Linked DNA regions of Mus musculus: region 2 is linked to region 1. The links are chromatin contacts, called in public Hi-C maps. All regions are on one chromosome and are shown on one strand. The core of a region is the stretch at or near the end of the contact, and the rest is flanking DNA. Distances in the headings are between cores, read along the strand shown.

The links. A called contact is a pair of places that touch in the nucleus more often than the background predicts.
Region 2: a Hi-C map of B cells shows a contact between it and region 1, with 11 read pairs. The contact joins the enhancer-like site here to the promoter of Nfkb1 in region 1. A contact is called at or near these places in 3 of 39 promoter capture datasets (liver, neutrophils and pre-B cells), 1 of 484 Hi-C or Micro-C datasets (B cells) and 3 of 115 datasets of contacts at active chromatin or transcription factors (microglia, stem cell-derived neural progenitor cells and thymic regulatory T cells).

Annotation. Positions count from the first base shown.
Region 1 is chr3:135,690,235-135,695,984 of GRCm38.p6, forward strand. It overlaps Nfkb1 (nuclear factor of kappa light polypeptide gene enhancer in B cells 1, p105), which reads right to left and starts at 1,313. Exons shown (of 25, transcript NM_008689.2): 1 at 889-1,313.
Region 2 is chr3:136,698,305-136,704,170 of GRCm38.p6, forward strand. All of the region lies in intron 1 of Ppp3ca (protein phosphatase 3, catalytic subunit, alpha isoform), which reads left to right. Among named protein-coding and RNA genes, the nearest start is that of Ppp3ca, 31 kb to the left of the region's middle. Within about 2 kb of position 2,562, at least 42 of the 459 cell types and tissues checked have an H3K27ac peak or open chromatin away from gene starts, as enhancers often do. A contact at or near this core is called in B cells, where this site is marked.

The DNA of each region.
Region 1 (5,750 bases), core at 63-2,562:
AAAGTTCATTAAAAAAACAAAACAGATTAAATCTAGATGATGAAATCTTTTTATCATTTGTCCCACTTAAGTTTTAGACTCGACCCATAAACAGAGCCAAGATTGGTGTCTGTCTCAGAAGACCGAAGGAAGCCTACATGTAGCAGAGGCGTCATGTTTGTATCGTTTTCTGTTTTGGAGGTCAGGCACAAAACATGGTGCCATTATCCTAGAGTTTCCCCGTAATCAAAAGTCTGAAAGGTGCTATTAGTAGGTAATTTCTCTCTCAAATGCCAGCCCTGGAGAATCGGTGTGAGGCCCTCCTTATTATTTTGAAAATCAAAGTTGAGATTTGGCAGCTGAATGCATGATATGTGTGTGTATGGGGAGGGGGGGGTGTCTATCTCAGATTGGTAAGTGGGCCCCAGGTTCTCCCGAGGGACTGATTCTTAGGAGCTGGGAAGGGCTTTGCCAGCCAGGAGGACTGACAGGCACTTCTGCTTTCATTTCACTGACCGCCCTTTGGTGAAATCTGGCTGTGCACTGCACCAAGCACCTTTCTATCTGTCCTAGGCCGGTGGCGGACCTCAGCCTGGCCGCCACCACCCCACCCCAACCCCGCCGCAGGGGCTTGGGTACATCTTTCTAAAACTTTGCAAGAGTTCCTCTCCGCTTCCCGTTCCCGCCCGCGGAGACGCCGAGGGCCCCGCCAGCCGGCCCGCAAGGCCTCGGGGCCGCCCAGTGCGGATGTGCCCTTTCCCCGCAGCCGGGGCCGCTCGATCCGCGACTCCTGCTTGGGGCTCTCCCCTAGTCCCCCCCCGAACCCCGGGAGCTTCGAGCCAGTGGGACCCGCTGCACCGTGGTGCGGAGAGCTGGCGGCTCCGTTCCTCTACCTGCCCCGGGGCTTACCCTGGAGATGCGGCGCGGCCTCTCCTCGCCTGCGGGCTCCCGCTGCGGAGCGGCGCGGACCGGCGGGAGCCCGAGCCGGGTCGGGGCGCGGGCGGGCGGGCGGGCGGCTCAGCGGCGCGCCATGGCTGCGGCGCGGGCGGAGAAGCGCGGGGCGGGCCGGGCGCGGCGGGGCCCTGAGCTCCGGCCTGCGCTGCTAGAGCCGGCCCGCGAGCAGGCCGAGGGCGGCGGCGGCGGCGGCGGCGGCGGCAGGCCGGGGGCGCGCAGGGCACGGGAAGCCGTCAGCGCGCAGCCGGGCTGCTCGGGTGGCGAAACCTCCTCTTCCTGCCCGGCTCGCCTCGGTACTTCTCTCTCGTCCTCTCTCGCTCACTCTCTCACTTCCTGGCTGGAAATTCCCACTGACGTCGAGAGAGAGCAGACAGACGGACGGACCCACGCGCGCGCGCACAGCGGGGGCGGGAGGTGGGGTCGCCTCCGGGGGTGGGGGAAGCCCGCGCGCCCCGACCCGGCGCCCCGAACCCCAAGCCCCGCGGCGGCCGCGACGCCCCCGGGAGGCGCCCGCAGCCCAAGGGCAGGCCCGGACAGCTGGAGGCCACGGGAGACCGGCCTGGTCCCCACGCGCTGGGCACAAAAGTCAATCTCATCTGCTTGTTCCCTCCTCTGGGGGTCTCGGCTACACTCAGATCGCTCCATAGAGCGGACAGGAATTTCGAGATCGTAGCTGAGGTTCTCTCCAGAGAACCATGAATTTATATTGGGTCTGGATGAAGTCTTCAATCCGCTCGATTATTTCAGCCACAGCGCATTGTCCGGCCTGTGTGATCATCGCTGTGGATGGAATTAGAGCGACAGTGAGACCCGCAGTGTTGGTTCACAGCTCATAAATCCTTATCCGGCTCAAGGGAGGTTATTTTTCTGGAGAGGCCTCCCACTGATGACCGTTTGCGAGCATTTGAGCGTCTTTATTCTTTGGGCAAAGTGCCTCCATGGGCCAGGAATGACAGCCTGGGGCTAGGTAGCTCCCAAGTGAGTTTTGACTTAAACCTATTTTAGAGTTCGGGGGTCTCACTACTGAGTTCAAGTGGAAATACAACTTTGAAAGGCCAGGGATCAATCAGGTAGTGAGCATGCAGTTTTATTTTGGTACTTAACCCTCCGCTCAGCGTTCCACTTATGAAGTTATAAAAAACCCTCTCAGTGGGATGTTGTTGAGGGAAACACAGGTGCCCCCCCCCACACTGTATATTAGAGAGTCTTTAAGTGACCTTAAAGAGCCCTGTAATCAACCTTAAAGCTATATCATTAAATTGTAGAGACCGTTTTGCCATCTAGAGTTCAGAGGCTTCCTATAGATGGAAGACAACGATGGTTGTTATTATTTATGGGACATTAGAAATTGTAACCTACGGGCCTGGGAAATGACTCAACAGAGTGGTCGTTGGGATCTTTAGCATTCCTGCAGGTGGGGGTATCTGTAACCTCAGCGGACAGTTGGACCTGGAACTCATTGGATAACTAACAAAGCCAAGCGCTGAGTGACAGAAAGTGACAAACACAGACCTCTGTGAGAGAGAGTGGGGGTGGGGGGGACAGAGGGAGGGGGAGGGGGAGAGGGCAAGAACTGTGTCCTTGTTACTATTTAGCACATTGCTATATAGTATATAAAATGATTCTTTTCCCTGATGATATAAATACAAAGCCTGAAAGCTCTGGTGAAACAACAAAGTATAAAGTGTTTGTCTTTCCTCTGAGGACTAGGTGGGATGGGGAAAACTCTACAGTCTGCAAGGTGGGGCAGTCCCATTGTCAAAGGCACATAAATAAGACTGTTACAAAGGTAGAGGCAATGGGATATACTACTAGAACACAAGTTGAAGACTGTTCATCAGCAAGAAGTATCTAGTTAAACTTCAAGCTCCAAATGATCCCATGGGATATACCTAAAACAGAAGCCTGTGTGGGAAGCAGGTAGACTAGGCTCCTATGTCTGTGGCAACAGAAACCAATGTCAGGGATTTGTTCCTTCACAGTCCTTGCTGCAAGAGGTCTGACATTCAGATGTGGTTGCCAAGGCCACACTCCACAGAAATCCTTTGCCTGGCCCCTGCCTCTGGTGGCTGCGGCAATGCCTGCCCTCTTAGGCTTGGCTGCAGCATTTCAGTCGTGCTTCATTATCGTGTCAACCCCTTCCCTGTGCTTCCTCTCATCTGGATCCAAAGAGACCTGCCTTTCTTTTATTTAAAAGATTTATTTTAAATTCTCTCTCTCACTCTGTGTGTGTGTGTGTGTGTGTGTGTGTGTGTGTGTGTGTGTGTGTGTGTCTGAGTGTTACAGGTGCCTGTGCTACACAGGCACCTGTGTCTAAGCGTTGCAGGTACCTGTGTAGCACAGATCTCTGTGTGGCGCAGTTGTCTGTGTGGCACAGGTGTCTGTGTGGTAAAGGTGTCTGTGTGGCGCAGGTGTCTGTGTGGTAAAGGTGTCTGTGTGGCACAGGTGTCTGTGTGGCACAGGTGTCTGTGTGGCACAGGTGTCTGTGTGGTGAAGGTGTCTGTATGGTGCAGGTGTCTGTGTGGCACAGGTATCTGTATGGTGAAGATGTCTGTGTGGTGCAGGTGTCTGTGTGGTGCAGGTGTCTATGTGGCGCAGGTGTCTATGTGGCACAGGTTTCTATGTGGCACAGGTTTCTATGTGGCACAGGTGTCTGTGTGGCACAGGTGTCTATGTGGCACAGGTTTCTATGTGGCACAGGTGTCTGTGTGGCACAGGTGTCTGTGTGGCACAGGTGTCTATGTGGCACAGGTGTCTGTGTGGCACAGGTATCTGTGTGATCCAGACAAATCATCAGCTCACCTGGAGCTAGCATTGCAGGTGGGTGTGAGACACCCAGCATGGGTGCTGGTAACCCAGTGTGAGTCCTCAAGCAAAAGTAATAGGTCTTCTTACCTTCTGAGCCATCCCAGCCCATACTCTTGTCTCTTGTTAAGAAACTAGCCATTCTGACCACCTCTTAGCTCAGGGAGGTCTGCAAAGGCTCATTTCTGAATGCAATAGTGTCCATAGGCATCATTGGTTAGAACATGAGGGCTGCAGTCCACTGCCATGGAACAACCAAACCAGTTACATCCTTCTGGTACCCCTGCTTTAATATTCAAAAGTTTTCTGTTTTCAACCCCTGCTTTCAGGGGGGTATTTCTAAGAATTTCATCCACTCTAAGGTGTCAAATAGTATTTGTCATAATCAGGCAACAAAGAAAACATGCTTATACGTGGAAATTCCATCACCAATACTGTGAAGGCAGATTGAACTTGTTGCTAAAGTATGTGAAATCAGACGCACTTCCCTTATCATGAAACTCCGCATTGGTAACAGTGTGGAGAGTGAGATCAGAGGTTGAAATCCATATAGTGCATAAATGGGAAGAAGTTATACAGTTTGAAGAGGAGTCACAAACTAGACCGTACTCTGAGCACTGAAAGCGCTAAAACGCATGCTGAAAAGGAGACAGGAGTGTTCTATTTTATTCCTAGAAAGAATACAACTTGGTTTTGACCATCCTGCTGCCTCCTTTTGCTTAGAATGAATCACTGCTCTTAGCCATAAAAGCCAAGGCTAAACAGAAGGACTTCACTTGACTTGAAATCCGTCTTGAATCTGGAGCCCCCAGCTTGCCTTGAATTATGTCTGTAATTTGTCAAGTAGTACCCGAGTCTCAGTTTTTTCACCTATACAGTAATCATAAATTATAGCCCAAGAACTATTTAGAATGCTTTACATTATATACAGTTCAATATATAAAGTGAATTATATACATATGTATTACACACACACACACACACACACACACACACACACACACTCACCATAAGTACCCTAACCCATAGTTTAATAAACTACAGGAAGTTAGAGAATGGAACATATGTTTACAAGTATAAACATTTGTTTTGGGAACTTAAAATTAAAATAAATTAATTTCCTTATAGTCTCAGGGGCTATAAATTCTTGCACTGTTGACCACTACAACATGGAATCATTGTGAGTATATTATTCTATATTGTCACAGTATTTTATTTCTCCTCCTTAACAATGCTAGCCATATTCTGTGTTGCAATTAGCACTAAACAGATCTTATTGAGTAAGCTCTCAATTAGTCCCCCAAAGAGAAAGAAGCTAAAATTTTACTGTTAACATAATGCTTGGAAGAGTGATCCCTTGTCTAATAGCCAGACAAAGGTGATTTGTATTAGATATTATCACTAAAAGTGACCCCAACAAAAGAGAACAAGAATATCTTTGTGATCCAGAAAAATCCAAAATAGTCTTCCCTTGCTGATGAAGAGACCCTGAAATGGAGACACCAAGTACATTCTAGAGAAAATCATCACGTCCTGGACAGTTTAAATGAATTACACACTACTGTCACTGTCCTCTACGAGGTCACAAAAGGCAGAGGAGCATGTGGTGTCACACAAAGCGAAGGAAAGCCAATAGTTGCATGGACGTATAATTACAAGCTTAGGCAGAGCTGGCACAGCACCGGAAGGCTAGCCTGGGAGTTAGGCCCTGAGGCTGTGAAATCCAGAGCCATCTTCACATTTGATCCTGGGGCTTGATTGTACCCTTCAGAAAGGAACCCACTCCCTTTCTGCACTAGGTTTCTGTGTGACCCTTCTCCTGCTACCAACCTATCCCAGGCTTCCTTTCATCCCTCTGTGAGGTGAGATGCAGATAACATCTGCCTCACAGCGGTCAAATAGACCGAGTACGTAAAGGGCTCACTAAGGCTCCGACTCTGAAAACCCTCCTTTATATTGGCTGTTACCCTTTGTACTGTGGTTTCTCGGAGGAAAAAACTTGGTGACAAGGC
Region 2 (5,866 bases), core at 1,312-3,811, 1.0 Mb after region 1:
CCCATTTTGTAATTGTTCTTTAAACAATAAGCTTTAATGATTCAGTGTTTGCATTGTATTCCTTTCAAATAATCTACAGATGACTCAGACTGTATGGAAGGATATGCACAGGTTACATAGAAACACCAGCCCATTTTTTTTATATATAAAGAAGGTGAACGCCTGCAGAGCTTGGTGTCTTCAAGATCTGGGAACAAGTCCACCTTGAGTGCTAAGGCACAACTGCAAAGATTTGCAAGATTTGGCACAATTACGGAGCAGAGCTCAAATTTACATTTGTTGTCCACCTATTTATTTATTTATTTGCTTATTTATTTATTATTGTTACGCATTTACTTGTGTGTTTGTTCAGGCATGGCTCTTATGTACCCAAGGCTGTCAATTGAACTCTTTCGTCTCTGTTTATCCCCCCTGAGTATTGGAGTTAAAGGCATGTCCAGTGAACTAACCAATTTAATTATTTCCCTTGTTTTATTTTTCTTCAAGCCTTAGGAGTTCCTGTCAAATGATGTCCTTGCATAGAAGAAATAAAGTCTCCAGGAGACAAAACATGTTAGAGACACAGATATGGTGAATCTGTAGGCAAACTGAAGAGATCACTTCTGGAATAGTCATGCCAGAAAGCAAGAGAATACAGCCCTGTGCTTGAAGGAATTCATGGGGCTTGAGTACTGTGTTCTTAGCACTGCATCTTTATGTTTTAAGGCTAGTTTCAGGATCTTACATAGAGGCAATAGCTATTTAATGGACTCGGGTTTTGCCTTCATAAATGGAGCTGTTAAACTTGAGAACAAGAATCAAGAACCAGCGGTTTCTAGCCAGGCTTTGGAAAAGTGCAAATAAGGTCCATTGTGCCATGTGCAGCACTTCTTATGGAAGGAGGGACTAGTCAACGTTGCTAAAGGTGTGGTTTCAAGGCATGGAGGTTTTCAGTAATAGGAATGGGTTGAAAGTTAGTGTTAGGTTTTCCATTTGTGTGTGTGTGCGTGTGCGTGTGTATGTGTGTGTGGCTCAAGTGAAAATATCAAGTGAGTTGGGCGTGGTGGCACACGCCTTTAATTCTAGTACTATGGGAGGCAGAGGCAGGCGGATTAATGAGTTCGAGGCCAGCCTGGTCTACAAAGTGAGTTCCAGGATAGCCAGGGCTACACAGAGAAACCCTGTCTCGAAAAAAAAACAAACAAACAAACAAACAAAAAAACAAAAAAAAGAAAGAAAGGAAGGAAGAAAGAAAGAAAGAAAGAAAGAAAGAAAGAAAGAAAGAAAGAAAGAGAAAAATCAAGTGAAAGTGTTTATATTCTCTGGAGTCTGTGGCTGCCTGTGCAGGTCAGAGGATACCCTAAGGTGTCATGCTTCAGGTTTCACACACACACACTCTCTCTCTCTCTCTCTCTCTCTCTCTCTCTCTCTCTCTCTCTCTCTCTCTCTAAGTGAGGGGCTCTTACTGGCCAGAAACCAAGAAGCAGACAAGTCTGCCCAGCAACCCTAGGCCCACCTGTCTCTGCCACCTGTCTCTGCCACCTGTCTCTGCCACCTGTCTCTGCCCACCTGTCTCTGCCACCTGTCTCTGCCCACCTGTCTCTGCCCACCTGTCTCTGCCCACCTGTCTCTGCCCACCTGTCTCTGCCACCTGTCTCTGCCCACCTGTCTCTGCCACCTGTCTCTGCCACCTGTCTCTGCCACCTGTCTCTGCCACCCCCCTCCCCCAGAGCTGTGACTATAGTCACATGCTGTCACACCCCTCCTTCTTGTTTGGGTTCTGGAGTTTTGGGTTCAAGGCAAACACAGTGCTAACTAAGCCTTCTCTCCCGTGCCCTTCTGCTCTTTTGACATATATTTTTAGATGTGTGTCATTAAGTCATTTTCAATAATGCATGATGAGAGGTGTTGCAACGCCACTGTACTTTATAGGACAGCCAACAGCATGGATTATTGTGAAAATTAAATTGTTTGGTAACTTGTCTGGTAATATGTACTTAATTAAAATGTGATAAATAAGAAATCCCCTTTAAGATCTTATTCTTGAAAATCAACATGTGTTGAAATGTCAACGCTAATCTCTGCCAAAATTAGTGTTGAAGATCACAGACTCTGGCAAATGTCTGATTACCTTCACTTTCTGGATTGCGTCACAGTTTTGCATATAGAATCGAGGATGCATTCTTGGGCATTTAATACATCTAAAAGTACAGATATGTTCTGCTTTCTCTCCCAGTGAATCCAGGTCTCTAACTAGTGTTTCTCTGGCACCCTCACCCTAGTGTCCCACCCAGATGCAGTGTTCACAGAAGACAATGGTTGGGACCAGGCTCTGCCCTCATTCTCACACACTCGTTTGTCAGCTGGGTTGGTATCGTGTTATCTGACCCTCTTTTCTCATTAGAGCCACTCACAAGATGTTTGCTAATGTCTTAACGCACCCAGGCAACGCGGAGGACTTCTGATTTTGCTCCTAACAGATTAGCATTTTGCTAATAATAGATCGTTCTTCTAGAGGTGTTTACTTAGTGGCTTCTGCGGAGGAAGCTGTGTAGTCCGCTCACGTGAGACTGAGAGGGTTGATGGCCACCACCACAGAGCAGGAAATAGAAAGTGGAACACGGAGGAGCAGAAAGAATTCTGGGATAGAGCCAGGCACCTGAAGATGTAAGGAGACAAATGCATGGTACCTGAGCACAGGTAGTCAGCCATGTGGCAGGATGTAGATTAGAATAAATGGGTTATTTTAAGTTGTGATATAGTCAGAGAAGAACCTAGCTATCTGGCCAAGGTACTGGTAAATCTATCTTGAGTCTGAGTCTTATTTCTGGGAGCATGGGGCTGGGAGGAGAGCCAGATGTACCTTCTACACTTTGTCATCAAAGGCTTCTCAGGACCGCAACCAGCTGTGTATTTTTGGACTCCATTTTGGGTGATGCTTGTGTATTCCTTGGATCTCTTATGGTCACATGGTTCCCATGCCAAAGATGCTGCATCTCCTGTATCCAGGTTCAGGCATCTGTGGTGCATCCGCAGGGCTGGGATGGCTTAAGATCTCTCATTTCCTGCCGCGACTCTTGTCTAACCCATCATCCTATGATGACCATTTGTCTCCTATAGCCCTGAAGTCAGGTAGTTTCTTTTTAAAATTAGTAGTTGAGTCTCATTCAGATGTTTTAAACATAGGATGACCTTCATTTTTTATTAATTATTTTATTTATTTACATTTTAAGTGTTGTTCCTCTTCCGGACCCCCTCTCCGTGAGCACGTCCCCCTCCCTCTTCCCTCCTCCCCTTTGCCTCTAAGAGGGTGTTTCCACTCCCACCTCACCCCTCTAGTATCCCCTTCTCTGGGGCATCAAGCCTCCACAGGACCAAAAGCATCCCCTCCCACCGAGGCCAGACAAAGCAGTCCTCTGCTACATATGTAGTGGGAGTCATGGACCTTGTTTGGTGGTTTAGTTCCTGGGAACTCTGACGGGTCTGGTTAGTTGGTACTGTTGTTCTTCCTATGGGATGGCAATCCCCTTCAGCTCTTTCAATTCTTCTCTTCAATTCTTCCCATAGGGGTCCCTGGGTTCAGTCCAATGGCTGGCTTTAAGTATCTGCATCTGTCTCAGTCAGGTCCTGGTAGAATTGAGTGTAGACAGCTCTAAGGAGACTTTCTGTGTGTTATCAAGCCCATCTGCAGTGGAAAGGGAACCCTGGAAGTCCACATGGCCTAGCTGGCTCGGATGAGGTAGGAGTGTACTCAGAACCTAAGTTTCACCATCAGCACAAACGTCCTGAAGCAGGGGCATTCCATGGTTGCGGTTGCCTTGGAATGGAGACATGTAGCGTGAACTGGGGACCAGACACCTCATAAATGGCTCTGTGACTGCAGGTGGCTTCCATTCCTAGAATGATTAAATACTTCTTTAAATGGCTAAGGTTAAGCTCTGAAGCAGATAAGCATCCTTATAAAGACCAAGGGAGACCATAACATTCTACTTAGTGTCCTTTCACATAGGAACACTCAACAAAACTGGCTTCTCTTCCTCAGGGACACAGAAGAGAAAGCTTATGTCTGTGTTGGGAACATGCTAGAAGCACAAAGCAGAGGATGTGACACTGTGGTCTCAGAAGTTACAAAAAAACATAACATGTTCTGTTGGAATTATACCTGTACGTGGGCTATAAGGAAGATAGGAATTCATGAAGTGATAAGGTATTTATTTTATTGCTGTGACTAATTAAGATAATAGTTTTCACTGTTCCATTTGTTAAAATCTTAAGATGTTGAATTTCAAATAATCTGCTGATATTTAAATTTTATCTTGTCAAGAATATCTGATTTTTTCTATAAGATTATGAGTAAAAAAAAGTCTGCTTTCACTACACCAAATTTTTCATTAGTTATTCCAAGCAGGTTTGTTTGTTTGTTTTTGTTTTTGTTTTTGTTTTTGTTTTTTGGGGGGTTTTTTTGGTTTTTTTTTTTTTTTGGCAGCACGTAAGTTTATTCTCAAATCAAACAAATTATTATTTTTAAGTGGAATTTATATGGCCTATTTCATTCTTCAGAGAAAAGTCCTTTTCTGCAATGACTATTAAAATTTGTGTGAATCAAATTAATATTAAAATAGGGCATATTAATTATTACTGACTACTGAGAAATCATGTTTAGAGCTTAAGCTTTGTTTTTATTTTTGATGCATTGTGTTAATGATTAAGGATTAAAAAAATCTTGGCAGTGGGCAGTAGACTTCTATGTAGAAAAACAGGAAGTTAATCATGGGACACTTTTCTTCTTACTGCTGTAAACACAACAGTGAGGACTGCCACAGTTAACACTACATCCTATGTCTCCCTTCATCTGAAGTAGGTGTTAGGTAACATGCCAAGTGAGTTTTCCTAACTGTTCGTAGTCAAAGAATCTTTGTATACTGACCCTTTTGTATGGAATGTTGTAGCATTAGGCGTAAATGAGTACCATGATCTTTTTTATTTATTTAAAAATAGGCTTTACATATATTATTTCTATGTCAATATGTCTTTGTCTTTGTCTCTCCCTCTCTCCCTCTCTCTCTCCCTCTCTCTCTCCCTCCCTCCCTCTCTCTCTCTCTCTCTCTCTCTCTCTCTCTCTCTCTGTTTGTGTGTGTGTGTGTGTTTATACACCCAGGATTCAGTTACACATTAGAGGACCTGATCCCTCAGTTGTTATGGTCAGTAAACAACCTTAGGTAAACTACAAAGAGAAGAGAATCAGCATATCAGAAATCCATATTCTCATTGTTAAAGGGGGAGGGGGGCTTGGCATCTTTAGGAAAGATGTACAACAAGAACCATTCCAAATGTCCTGGCAGACTGCATTCGTAAATGCTTTAGCTTCTGTGTTGCCAGGCAGGGCCATTGCTGTTGTTCTTGTTATTATTATTATTATTATTATTTTGTAACTACTGCTTGAGTTGACCATATTTTGAAATATTTTCTCCAAACTCCAGAACAACCTGGGTCTGTAGGACGGACTGAGGTGCCTCCCCATTGGTTCTTTGTGCTTCAGGTGTTTATATGAAATATACATCACAGCACAACTGTTTCAGAAGCCTGCTGGCCCCCATTGTGGAAGGATTGTGTTGCTTGTATTCTATTATTTATGGGTGATTGTCAAGTTGGAAGAATTGCCATTTCATAACAGCCCCAGGAATAAAAGCCCCCTTTCAGCTACAGCCACAGGAAGGCCCAGGGTTCCACCAAGAGCAACTTTGTTTTCGCTCCTTCTGTTTGAATAAATCATGGCTAGGGAAGGCCTTGTTCTTGAGTCTGGAAGGTGAGTGAGAGTAAATCAGCTGATATTGGGTGAACTCCTTCTAGAAGACTCAGGCTTCCTTTTTCTGGTTAATTTCCCCAA